Regions from separate parts of the Mus musculus genome. Here region 2 is linked to region 1. Evidence: chromatin contacts called from public promoter capture Hi-C data. All regions are on one chromosome and are shown on one strand. The core of a region is the stretch at or near the end of the contact, and the rest is flanking DNA. Distances in the headings are between cores, read along the strand shown. Region 1 holds the start of Mau2 (MAU2 sister chromatid cohesion factor). Region 2 holds the start of 2010320M18Rik (RIKEN cDNA 2010320M18 gene).

Region 1 (6,432 bases), core at 3,364-5,863:
ACTAGGAGTCGGATTTCAGCCAAAACTCCTGATTTCCCTAAACCCCTACTTTAACTTGAAGGCCACAATGTTTCCTAGGATGTCCCTGATCAGTGTCAGAACCAGCAGACCCCAGATAATCTAATAGGCCCCCCCAAAGTCTGATTGTTTCCTTTCCCCCTCTGTACAGTTATCATTGTAAAAGGCTGTAGGTCTCTGGGAAGGATGGGAGAAAGACTAACAATAAAACTCTCAGGTATTTTAGCAAAGTCCTTCCTTAGGAGAACTTGGCTGCCCTTTTATTCAAGAGGTTCTGAGTCGCAAACTGGCTCAAGTCTAGAAATTAGTTTATGGGCTGAGATTCCCTTTTGTCATGATCCAGTTCTCTCCCTCCACCATGTGGGTCCAGTAATCAAACTCACATCATCATTGTTAGCAGCAGGGACCGAGCCATTTCCGCAGCCCAATAAATTAAAAAATTTTAAAAAGAAAATGAAGTTTCAAATTATGGTAAGACCTAAAACTAAGAAACAGAAAGAGAAAACAGAACAATGCCTAAACTGGTAGGGTAGTCCAAAAATAACCATTAGAGGAGAGCACAGTTCAGCTGGAAATGGGAGTTATCAGGAGCCAGGGTCAGGAAGAACCATGTGAGTGGGATTCAGGGAGGTGGAGTAGATGCCAAAGCCCGAGACAGGAAGATGCACTGCACATCTGAGAACAACAAGAGGCTCAGTGGGGCCAGAGGAACTGGAGTGGGCAGAAACTGGATGTGACACGGTCTGTGGATATAATTTTTCGGGCTTTGGCAAATGACAAGGTGGGATTTAGTAAACAAGTAACAAGATCCAATGAGTCTTTTTGTTTAAGTCTTTTTGTGTGTGTGCATGGACATGTGGGGCACATATGTCCATAGCACCACACATGGTCAGAGGATAAGGTGGTACTAATGTTCTTTTCTTCTACCTTGAAACATTGCTCATAGCTGTCTATGCCAGGCTAGGTTCCCTGCAAGATTCCAGGGAGCATCCTGGCTTTACCTCCTATTTCCTATGGTAATAGAAGCATCAGGATTACAGAAGCTGATAAGGCACCCAGATTTACATGAGCTCTCTCTGGGCATCAAGCTCCGATCCTCATGTTCACACAGCAAGAATTTTACCCAGTGATCCATCTCCTCAGACCTCCATAAGTCTTTTAATCTGTATTTCTTTATTTAGATCTCACATAGCCCAGGCTGGTTACAACCTCACTGTATAGTCAAGAGTGATGCTGAACTCCTTCTTTTCTGTGCCTCCAAAGCAGGGGTTCTTAACCTGTGGGTCAGGACCCCTTCAAGAGGTCACATATTGTACACCAGATATTTACATTACAATTTACAACAGTAGCAAAACTACAGTTATGAAGAAGCAATGAAATAATTTTATGGTTGAAAGTCACCATAACATGAGAATTATATTAGAAAGTCATAGCATTAAGAAGGTTGAGAACCGTCAGGCAGTGGTGGAGCATGCCTTTAATCCTAGCATTTGGGAGGCAGAGGCTGGCGGATTTCTGAGTTCATGGTCAGCCTGGTCTACAGAGTGAGTTCCAGGACGCCAGGGATACACAGAGAAACCCTGTCTCGAAAACCAAAAAGAAGAAGAAGAAGAAGAAGGAGGAGGAGGAGGAGGAGGAGGAGGAGGAGGAGGAGGAAGAGGAGGAGGAGGAGATGATGGTGGTGGTGGTTGAGAACCACTGATCCAAAGTGTTATGATTATAAGCTTGGGTTGAGTCAGCCAATTCTACTAATTTTTTTTCCTTAGTTTTAATATGACCTTGGGGACAGGGAGATCATTCTGACATAGAGAAAGTGCACAGACAGCAAGATGACCAAAACAAATCACTGGCTTTGAGCAAAAATGCCAGTGCCATGTGTGTACACACACAGCAGTCATCCAGTCTAAGGCAGGAGGTACATGCTTTCCAGACAAACACAGGCTTAATGAGACTCTGCTTCATTAAAATAGGGCTGTAGGGCTGGAGAAATGTCTCAGTGGTTAAGAGTACCGACTGCTCTTCCAAAGGTCCTGAGTTCAAATCCCAGCAACCACATGGTAGCTCACAACCATCCGTAATGAGATCTGATGCCCTCTTCTGGTGCATCTGAAGACAGCTACAGTGTATTTAGATATAATAATAAATAAATCTTTTTTAAAAAGAGAGAAAGAGAGAACTACTGTTCTCAAAGATTAAAAAAAAAAGTGTCTACTATCATTTAAAAAAAAAGGGGGGGGGCGTAGTTGGGTCTTTAACCCCAGAGTTGGTGAGGCAGAAGGAGACAGATCTCTGTAAGTTCAAGTCCAACCACAGATATGTACTGAGACCCTGTCTCAAAACAAAACAACAACAAACCCTAGAATTGTATCCTAAGGGTTCTCAGGAAAAATTCTACATTTATCTAAATATATTTTTTAAAAGGTTTGGGGGTGGGTGACTGTGTACCATGTGACTGCCTGGGAGTTATAAATGCTTGTGAGCTGACAAGTGGATGCTAGATATCAGGTACTCTGCAAGAACAGCAAGTACTCTTAACTGCTCAGCCATCTCACCAGCCCATTTTCTTCCTATGTAGACCAGACTGGCTTCCACTTGAAACAAGCCTCCTCCCTCTGACTCTCCAGTGCAGATCACAAACATGTGCCACTATGCTATGTTTAAACACTAAATTTGTATGTATGTGCATAGGCACTGTGCAAGCCAGAGGTTGACATCAGGTATCTTCTCTTTCTTTTTTCTCCCCCTTGTTTGTTTTTTATTTTCTCAAGACAGGGTTTCTCTGTATAGCCCTGGAACTCACTTTGTAGACCAAGCTGGCCTCAAACTCAGAGACCCACCTTTACCTTCCAACACCTGGCACTCACTCTGTAGACCAGGCTGGCCTCAAACTCACTGAGACCAACCTGCACTTTCCAATGTCCCAAGTTCTAGGACTAAAAACATAGGCCATCACTCACCAACTTAAAAAAAAAAGACAGGGTCTCAGTTTGCACAGCCCTGGTTGACCTTGAATTCAGATGTCCACCTACCCCTCAGGAGTTGGGATTAAAAGCATTCCTATTGTCGCTCTGCCTAATTTTTTGGTACAGAGCAGCTCACAAAACCTTAAAGCCCGTTTCAGTGCGTGGCTGCCAATACACCCCAGGAATCCACCTGTGTCCAGTCCGAAGTCCTGTGCTTTCAGGCACACAACAGTACATCTGGCTTTTTTACATGAGTACTGAAGATGGGGAGCCAGGTCCTCACTCTTGGGCAACAAGCATTTTAACTACCACCATCTCGTCAGCCCTTAAATTCTAAATGTTGAAAGCAAAACTGACTCCCTAGACACTACCAGAGTTGACACCCCTAATTATTTCCATTTCATTCATAACAATCTCCAAGGAGACAATCCTAGTCCACTCTGAGGCCTATCCAGCCTCTGTGGTGAAACCTCTGCCTTCCTATAGACAGCATCTACTCATATGGAACATCTTGTACTCAAGAAAGACTTTTCATGGAGCCAGAGAGATGGCTCAGAGGTTAAGAGTGCTTGTCACTCTTCCAGAGAATCCAAGCAAACATCCAGGTGGCCTACTATAACTCCAGCTCCAGGTACTCACACACAAAGACATAAAGACAAATGGATTTTTAAAAACTGTTAAGCCTTCCCTGACCTTCAATATATTAGCAGCATCCAACCTCACGTCACGAGAACTAGTTCTTTGCAAAATTTGCTTCCAGGTGCACTGACACGCAAGCTTAGCACAGCGTTTGGCACCCAGCAAGTGTGGAAGCATATGGTGAATGGGCAAATGCATTTCATCCTAGGGGCACAGGGAGAGCTAAACCCGTAACCGTGGGAAACCGCCCTGGCTGACCCAGTGCAGTTCGGAAACGCACATTTCCCACAAGGCAGGACCCAAGCCAAAGGGGACCGGAGGGGCAGGAGGGATGTCCCAGGCTGTCCGCTGTGGATGCCACCGGCCCGAGAGCAGTTTATTGGGAAAGCCCATGCGGTTCCCACCCGGCGCCCAGGCCTTTGAGGGAGACCAGGAGCGCTCCTCAGCCACGGGCGGGGGTTGGGGGGCGAACCCGAGTCTGGGGTCTCGGCAGACCAGAGAAGGGCACACGCAACGTTACTGTAAGTTTCCCTGGGGCTGAGGCGAGAAGTCCGCGTGTCAGGTCCGTGACAGAAAGTAGGGTGAACAGGAGACGTGCAGTCGCGAGAACCCAGGCGGGCGGCGAAGGGAAGTCGGGGGATGTTACCTGCAACATCCCGGTTGTCCATCTTGAGACTCATCCAATCCCACAATGCTCCGGCGCCACCTGAGAAGAGGGAGGCTCTGTTATAGTGCGCTTGGTCTGATGGTAAATGTAGTCCTTCTCCGACAATCTCGTCCAACCCCCTTCTAGGACACCGGGCGTCTTCTCCACAGAAACGCCGGCGTCAGTTCACGAACGTGTATTACTCTCAGTTACGATGATGCAGAGGTATCATCCTCTCCTCAGAGTCTTCCTCAGTCGGAGCCACTTCGAACACACACCATAAGACCCAGAAGTCCTTGCGTAGCAGTTCTCGCGAGAATTGCGGGTCGCCAGGCCCCGCCCCTCAAGGTGCTTCCGCCTCTCTGTGGAGGCGGCTTGTTGTTGTGCGGGCCAAGATGGCGGCACAGGCGGCGGCTGCGGCGCAGGCGGCGGCTGCAGCTCAGGCTGCCGCCGCACAGGCCGCACAGGCCGAGGCAGCCGAGTCGTGGTATCTGGCTCTCCTGGGTTTCGCCGAGCACTTCCGAACATCTAGCCCGCCCAAGATCCGCTTGTGCGTTCATTGCCTGCAGGCCGTGTTCCCCTTCAAGCCGCCTCAGCGGATCGAGGCCCGGACGCACCTGCAGCTCGGCTCGGTGCTTTACCACCACACGAAGAACAGCGAGCAGGCGCGCAGCCACCTGGAGAAGGCGGTGAGTGTGCGGGCCAGGCGGGCGGGCCGCGGGTACCGGGGACTCGATCCTCTCCGCCTCGTCGGGCTTGGGACTTCCGAAGGCCTCGCCCTCACCTGCGGTGACAGACGCGGCTCCGCCACGCCCTCTCACCCGGGAACCGGGAAAGTTGTCCCTCTTCAGCTACTTGGTGCTTGCATCGGGGACCCTCCTAGTCGGGTGGCCGCGGGAACAGGACCCAGAGCGTCAGCCTAGAAGCACCTACCTAAGGAAGAGATGCGAGCTCCCTGACGTGTGAAAGCGAGGTCGCAGGAAATCTGAAAGTCCAGGACTTCTGACAGTCAGGTGTCTAGGTCTGGAGTCCCAGATCCTTGTGGCATGGATATTGGGGAAGGTGAGGCCTTCAGCCTCTTGTTGAACGTTGTTGCCTTGTGAGGACCTGAAGTGCAGAAAGTAGCTTCTAGAGTCACTTGCACCTCGGGGGTCTGGAGGTCAGTCTCACTGTTGGTGGCTTCTTCTCCCACCACGAAATGGTCCATCTTTGAAAGAGTCCCCACTCCGCCTCCAACTTGATTTGTGACGTCTTGGTGCTTCACAGAATTTCAAGAGGTAGCTGTCATTCAGCTTCTCAGTAAGACTTGTTTCTTCTCATGGCAACTGTGTCTCTTCCACACCTCCGCCTCTTTTTTGCCATTTTCCTATCTTTGTTTCCTTGACTATTCAGATGTTTAATGTTCTGACCTGCAGACAGTCTAGTAAATTGCCTTCAGGAGGGGATCAAAATTCTTGTTTCCCACACTGTGCATAGTTAGAGCTTCTAATCCTCACTGAACCAATAAACTTCCTTATTTCAAGAGTGAAACCGTATAGGCTTAGCTAAGTAAAGTGATTTAGCAAAGACCACACTGTGTGAAGTTTGGGTTTTTTGTTTGTTTTTGTGTTGGGGGGGGTTGTCGTGGTCTTACACGATGTAGCAAAGAATTGGTCTCAATTCCCAGCTGTCATCCTTCCTGGCCACCCAAGTACTGAGATTACAGGCATAGTTGCACATACCTGTGATGTACATGTTCAAGGGAGAGGCAAGAGGCTAGCCTCGGCTACACAGGAAGAATATCTCAAAGAAAGCAGGTCTGCTTAGATGACTTTGTGGGTAAAGGCTTTTGCAGCACAAGCCTGATAACTTGAGTTTGAGTGGAAGGTGAACACTCTCAAAAATTGCCTTCTGATCTCCAAATTTGCCTGCACTCATACATATCATACACAACAAATAATACCATTAATTTTAAAAAATTATAATCAAAAAGAGCTGGGTAGGGTGGCAGATGCCTTTAATCCTGGCACTCAGAAGACAGGCACATGGATCTCTGTGAGTGTTGCCAAAGAGTCAGGGCTACATAGAAGACCTTGTCTCAACAGAACCAACCAGGGATGGGACTGGAGAGATGGCTCAGCAGTTCTGAGCACTAACTCTTCTTTCAGAGATCCTGAGTTCAATTCC
Region 2 (5,513 bases), core at 447-2,946, 730 kb before region 1:
AATTCTAGAGGAGTGTCTTTCCCATTCTGTGCCTCTTTACAGGACTAACCCCAGTGACTTGCACACTTCATGTGCACTGAGCACACCTGAATTCCCCCCAGCTTTGTGTGATCCAAGAAGCTGAGGTTCCTAAGGCCAGAGGCATGTCCCACAATGGTCCAGTAAGAGTGGCAGCCCAGGACAGGCTCTCCTAGCCCTACTGTGAGCATGGCCATGGGGGAGCCCAGACTCCCATGCTGTGTGATCTAGCAGCCATGTAGTAGGTTGCCAGTGGTGCAGCTCTACACACTCCACGAGGGGAATTCGCAGGCACTCAAACCCTCTGCACCTCCCTGACTCGCAGCCAGTACCTTCTGCTGGAAGGGAGACCAAGGCTGTGCATGAGTAGCCCTCTACCCATCTTGGAGCTGGCATCAAATAAAGTCCCATGAAGACATCTGATACTGGTGTGTGCATTTGTGAGTGGCTGGGGGTAGGGAAAAACTGATGGCTCGATATCATCTAAGTGAGTTTTGTTGGCTGTATAGGGGTTTGGTTAAACACTTAATCCAAGCCAGCCTGCATCCCAGCTACCTAGCAGGCTGGGATCCTGGCTAGGGCAATAGGGCAAAATCTCATCTCTAAAATGAAGTGTTTCCAGGCATGGCTGTATACACATGTAATCCTAACACTTGGAGGTGGGGGCGTGGGGAGGCACGAAGCAGAAGGATCATGAGTTCAGATACAGCCTGGGCTAATAACAAGACCCTGTTTCAAATAATAAAGCCAAAGGAATCAATGATTAAAAGCACTGGCTGCTCTTCTAGAGGACCCAGGTTGTATTCCCAGCACCTACATGGCAGCTCACAGCCGTAACTCAAGTTCTAGAGCATCCGATGTCTCTTCTAACTTCCACAGACACCAGGTACTCACAAGGCGCACAGTTGAACATGAAGAAAAACACAAAATCTTAAAAAGGAAAAATCCAAAACGCTGGGCGTCATAGCTCTTGCTTTTAATTCCAGTCGGGTTATACGCGGCTGTAATTTACTGAACCTGGATCCTGTGCAAGAGCAGTGAGCATGCTTAACTGCCGAACTCTCGCTGCAACCCCTCCGTCCCAATTTTCTACCCTAGTCTTTGCGGTGAGCTAAAATAGATAAATGAATCCCTCGGAAATCAGCCGAACAAGCTCGGCAACTTCTGGTTCTCTCCGTCTCGCCAGAGTCTGTCCGTATTTCCGGAAACAATCTCGCTTCCGGACGCTGATAAGCCGCATTCTCGCGCGTGTTGGGCCGGAGACACTTCGGCTGTTTCCGGACGCCTAGGGTTGTCATGGCAGTGCCTTCGCCTTCCATTCCTTCCACCAGCGGCTCTCCATTGAGGGTACAGCTGCCGAGCTCGTCCAGTGGACCTTCGGCAATTTCCGGAAGCTATCGGCGGCCTCCGAGTCAACTCCCAAGGCCTGGAGTTGAGGTCGTTCGGTTCCTCCCAGACACATTCCGCGGTCTGGCAGGTTCACGACTTCGTAAAAAACACAAACAAACCCCTGTTATGGCACGTTCTGCTGCTTCCGGAATGGCTCGGGTATCTCAGAGTCCCAAGTCCACCGAGCCCAGCTTCGGACCGAATGCGTTCCCGACCCTTCCGCTTTCTAGTGTTTTCGTGAGCCTCCGACGGCCGTGCTCGGCTGTCTCCGACCAGCCTCGGCTGTCTCGTGGCAAAGCCCAGCCTCCCATTCCCGCGGGAGCACACTCGGCAGCTTCCGGAGGCTTGCCCGCGTGCCTCGGTCTTCGGGCTCCGCCTCGTGTGGGGGGAAAGGCCCGCCCTCCCGACCCGAGTGCGCTCGGCTATTTCCGCCTGGGGGCGGGCCCGAAGGCTTGGAACCGCGGCGACGGTGGCTGACGCAGGGATCCCGCGGCTGCGGCGACGGCGGCGGCGGTCGTGGTGGTGGCGACGGCGGCCGGAGTGGGTGAGTCGATGGTGGTGGGGAGGACCCGAGGAGAGAAGGAGCCGCACAAAACCGGGCTCCGAGCTGAGCGTGGGGCTGTGCAGCCTGCGGGGTAGAGACAGGGTCTCTAAGGCCGGGAGGTCCCCGCCCGCAACGGGGCGGAGAGCGGGACACGACCCCGGATCCGGCCACTTCCGTCGTCCAGGGGTCTTCGGGGTGCACGAGGGTCTAGGGGCCCGTCTGTGTGAGCACACAGACTATGCGTGCATCGTAGGCCCCTCCTTTTGCATTGGGGGTTCCGCGATACCCTCCCCCCATGGTGTGCAGACGTGCTCGGCACGGGGGCGGGCAGACGGGTGGCTTTCTTAGGAGAGGCCTCTCCGACCCTCAGTTTCCCTACCTATAACATGCAGGCCACAAGAGGCCGGACAGTGAGTCACACCGGATACCCTGGACCACAAAGCCTTAAGTCCCTCTAGGACACCTGCACCGGGTCCCCGAGATCTGGGGATGAAGCCCAGACCCTCCCCTTGGCACGCTAAACGCCTTTTTCATGGCTTCTTTCTGAAAGCCTCTGCATCCTAGACAGGCGTCTTCCACCATCGGGCCTTTGCAGGAACCGGTCTGTCTATGCATTGCCCTGTCCCTATACGAGGACCTGTCAGCCTTGCTCCCCCAGGAGGATGCACAGAAGACCCAACTGCAGGCTGGAATGGGGACCCAGGCTAGGACCCAATGTGGGGTGTCCAGCTCCTGTCCCCATCCTACTGTGGCACTAAGGTGACCATGGTTCTTCTTGACACCTCCCCTCTCTTGCATCACCAGAGAGCCCCAGGCTAAGGCAAGCTGGGGACACCCCTGCACCCTGTCTCAACCTCCCCTGCAGGAACCAAGGCTTCTGTTTCCTTGGATGCCCACCCAGGCCACAGCTCTTGATAGGCCATGTCCACTGCTCAGGTGTTCAACCCCTTCTTGGGGTTCCCCAATAACCCCAAGTCTAACTGGCCATGTGGTCACTGTCTTTGTTCCTGCCTTGAACTTGGGTGCATCTGTGGTTGGCTTCCTCCTGATGAGTGGGGTTCTTCAGAGAGCTCTGAACTTCAGTTCCCACAACCCTAGTGGGGACAGCAAAGCATTCAGCTCCCAGCACCCCGAAGAAAGGCTGTCAGTGTGGCCTCTCGGATGGGGAGACTAATCAGTAGTGGGACAGGGGCCAGCCCCAAGGTCACTGGGGGATTCTGTCCTGGCTCACTCCGCCTTGTCCATGTCCTTTAGGCTGGTGTTCCCGGCTGAGCATGGTAGCAGCCTGTGGTCTGGGTCCCTTCGTCTGGTGTCAGGCACATCTTGAAGAGCCAGTAAGCCTGGGCACCCACAGCCCAGCTAATGAAGGAGTGATCCACCTATCCCAGCTTGACCATCTGATGGGTGACACAAGCCAAATAATTTGAGAAAACACCAGGAACATCATTGCACAGGTGACTAAATGGTGGCCTCTGTGACAGATGGCCATCTAGGCATGTGCGGCCCCCGAGGTCGCCTGTGACTTCTGGAAGTAGAGGTCTACAAGCCCACCACACAGGCCGCACCAGCCCATGGGGTCCCTAGAGCCCCGGGGAGCCAGCTGACGGTCCAGAACCCCCCAGGCCAGCCATGGCAGGAGCCGAGGGCTTCCAGTACAGGGCTGTGTACCCATTCCGCCGGGAGCGGCCTGAAGACCTGGAGCTGCTCCCTGGGGACCTCCTGGTGGTGAGCCGGGTGGCCCTACAGGCACTTGGTGTGGCTGATGGAGGAGAGCGCTGCCCACACAATGTGGGCTGGATGCCTGGCTTCAACGAGCGCACCCGACAGCGAGGGGACTTCCCCGGGACATACGTGGAGTTCCTAGGACCCGTGGCTCTGGCTCGACCAGGCCCTCGCCCACGGGGGCCCCGTCCGTTGCCCGCCAGGCCCTTGGATGGATCTTCTGAGTCAGGTGAGCAGACACCGTGGAGAAGGAATGAGTCCACTCAGACTGTTCTGTGGTCTCTTTTCTCTGGTGAATGTAGGGTACTTGTGTTGGGACGCTGCTGTCAGTGAGCTCACCCCTGGAGCCAGGTCCTGGTCAGGCTTCTTATTCAGGAAGTGAGAATGTGTCACTCTGGTGACCAGAGTGGTGAGGAGTTGAGGGCTTAGGCCCTCCAGGCACAGAGCACAACTCCTGCAAAGGCCCCTATGTGAGCTTCTAACCTTGTTCTTACTGAGCCATAATGCCAGAAAAGGTGGGATGTCTGGCCTTAGTGTGCTGCAGAGTGGGAGGCAAGGACCCCACAAACCTGTTGAAGACAATCAGGCAGCCGGAAGTGGAGGTGCATGCCAGTAATCCCAGCATTGAGAAGGCTGAGGCAGGAGGATCACAGAATGTTCTAAGACTAGCTATGTGGCTTCGATGTCTAATGCAGACAGTTACATGGCTGTAGCCCCTCACTTGGGGTGGGTGGATCTGCAGCACAGCTGAGGCCTGGGAGGTTGGCTCAGGCCACGCAGCATCTGGCGTCCCCAGAGCCCAGGCCTGGCCCTGAGAGCTGCAGGGCCCCAGCCCATCCGGGCTCACAGCCAGAGCCTGTGGCTGCCCCAGTAACAGCCGCCTCCCTCCCCAGGCTGGCCAAGGTCCAGCCATCTCAAATGCCCCGCCTCACCCTCAAACCTTCAGGACTGAGGGCGGCCCTCTGCAGGCTCAGTTTCCCCACCAGCAAAGGCCGCACCTCCGAGTCCTGAAGAACCACCTGGAACCACTCAGCCAGCTCCTCCTGCATCTCGAAGGGGGTGAGGCTTTTACCAGTGGGGCCTCCGTTTGGCATTGGGGTCCCTGGCTGTTGTATCCGCCCTCCCCTGCTGGCAGGGTGCTGCCCACCTCCTCTCCTCTCCTACAGGTTTGGGGAGGTTGTTTCTTTTTCTTTCTTTTTTTTTTTTCCATACAGCTGGGCCAGCTCCACTCAGAGAGGCCCCGCAGGCCCTGGCTTGCCTCTCCTGCATGCCAGGGCATCCCTGCCGAGGGCCAGAGCCAACCCAGATGGTAGGGGCAGGCAGAGCCTTGCCAAGGCCAGCCAGACACCTGTGCACAAAAGGCCCTACATGGGAACCAGGCACTACTGGAAGGGGGCTGGGCCTGGAAGCTGCGGTGGGGGAGGGTGGAAGCCAGGTGTGGGGATGCCTGTAATCCCAACCAGAAAATTGCTTTGGGTTTGAGGCCACTAGGGCTACATAGTAGGTCTCTGATTCAAAGCCAAACAAAAGAGCATCAGACTTGGTGGCCCAGGCCTTTAAGCCCAGCACTCTAGGAGGCAGAGGCAGGAGGATCTTTGGGAGTTCCAGGCCAGCCTGATCTATATACTGAGACCCTGTCTCAAAATAAAATCTAAAACAAAAAGATACTCCAGTCTGGCAATTTTCTTTGAAGTGTAAAGCCCAGAGTGGTGATCCCTGAGGTCGGGGCTGCACAGCTGACCGTAGTAGAGCCAACGCCTGTGTGAGCTTTGCTCGCTGCCTCATGAGTCATCTCGAGACCTCATAGGTGCAGCCGCATGTTTGTAGAGGCCAGGCGTCT

Evidence for each region. Capture Hi-C pulls out chosen DNA fragments and counts their contacts.
Region 2: a contact with region 1 is called in a promoter capture Hi-C map of pancreatic islet. The contact joins the promoter of 2010320M18Rik here to the promoter of Mau2 in region 1. A contact is called at or near these places in 1 of 39 promoter capture datasets (liver) and 1 of 9 other capture datasets (pancreatic islet).

Annotation. Positions count from the first base shown.
Region 1 is chr8:70,040,915-70,047,346 of GRCm38.p6, reverse strand. Mau2 (MAU2 sister chromatid cohesion factor) reads left to right here and starts at 4,613. Exons shown (of 19, transcript NM_001376946.1): 1 at 4,613-4,955. The coding sequence starts at 4,662. It overlaps Sugp1 (SURP and G patch domain containing 1), which reads right to left and starts at 4,560. Exons shown (of 14, transcript NM_027481.3): 1 at 4,267-4,560. The coding sequence starts at 4,300.
Region 2 is chr8:70,773,045-70,778,557 of GRCm38.p6, reverse strand. It overlaps 2010320M18Rik (RIKEN cDNA 2010320M18 gene), which reads right to left and starts at 1,696. Exons shown (of 1, transcript NR_029440.1): 1 at 952-1,696. Pik3r2 (phosphoinositide-3-kinase regulatory subunit 2) reads left to right here and starts at 1,846. Exons shown (of 16, transcript NM_008841.3): 1 at 1,846-1,951; 2 at 3,206-3,902. The coding sequence starts at 3,581. It overlaps Mast3 (microtubule associated serine/threonine kinase 3), which reads left to right. Exons shown (of 26, transcript NM_199308.2): 26 at 1-441.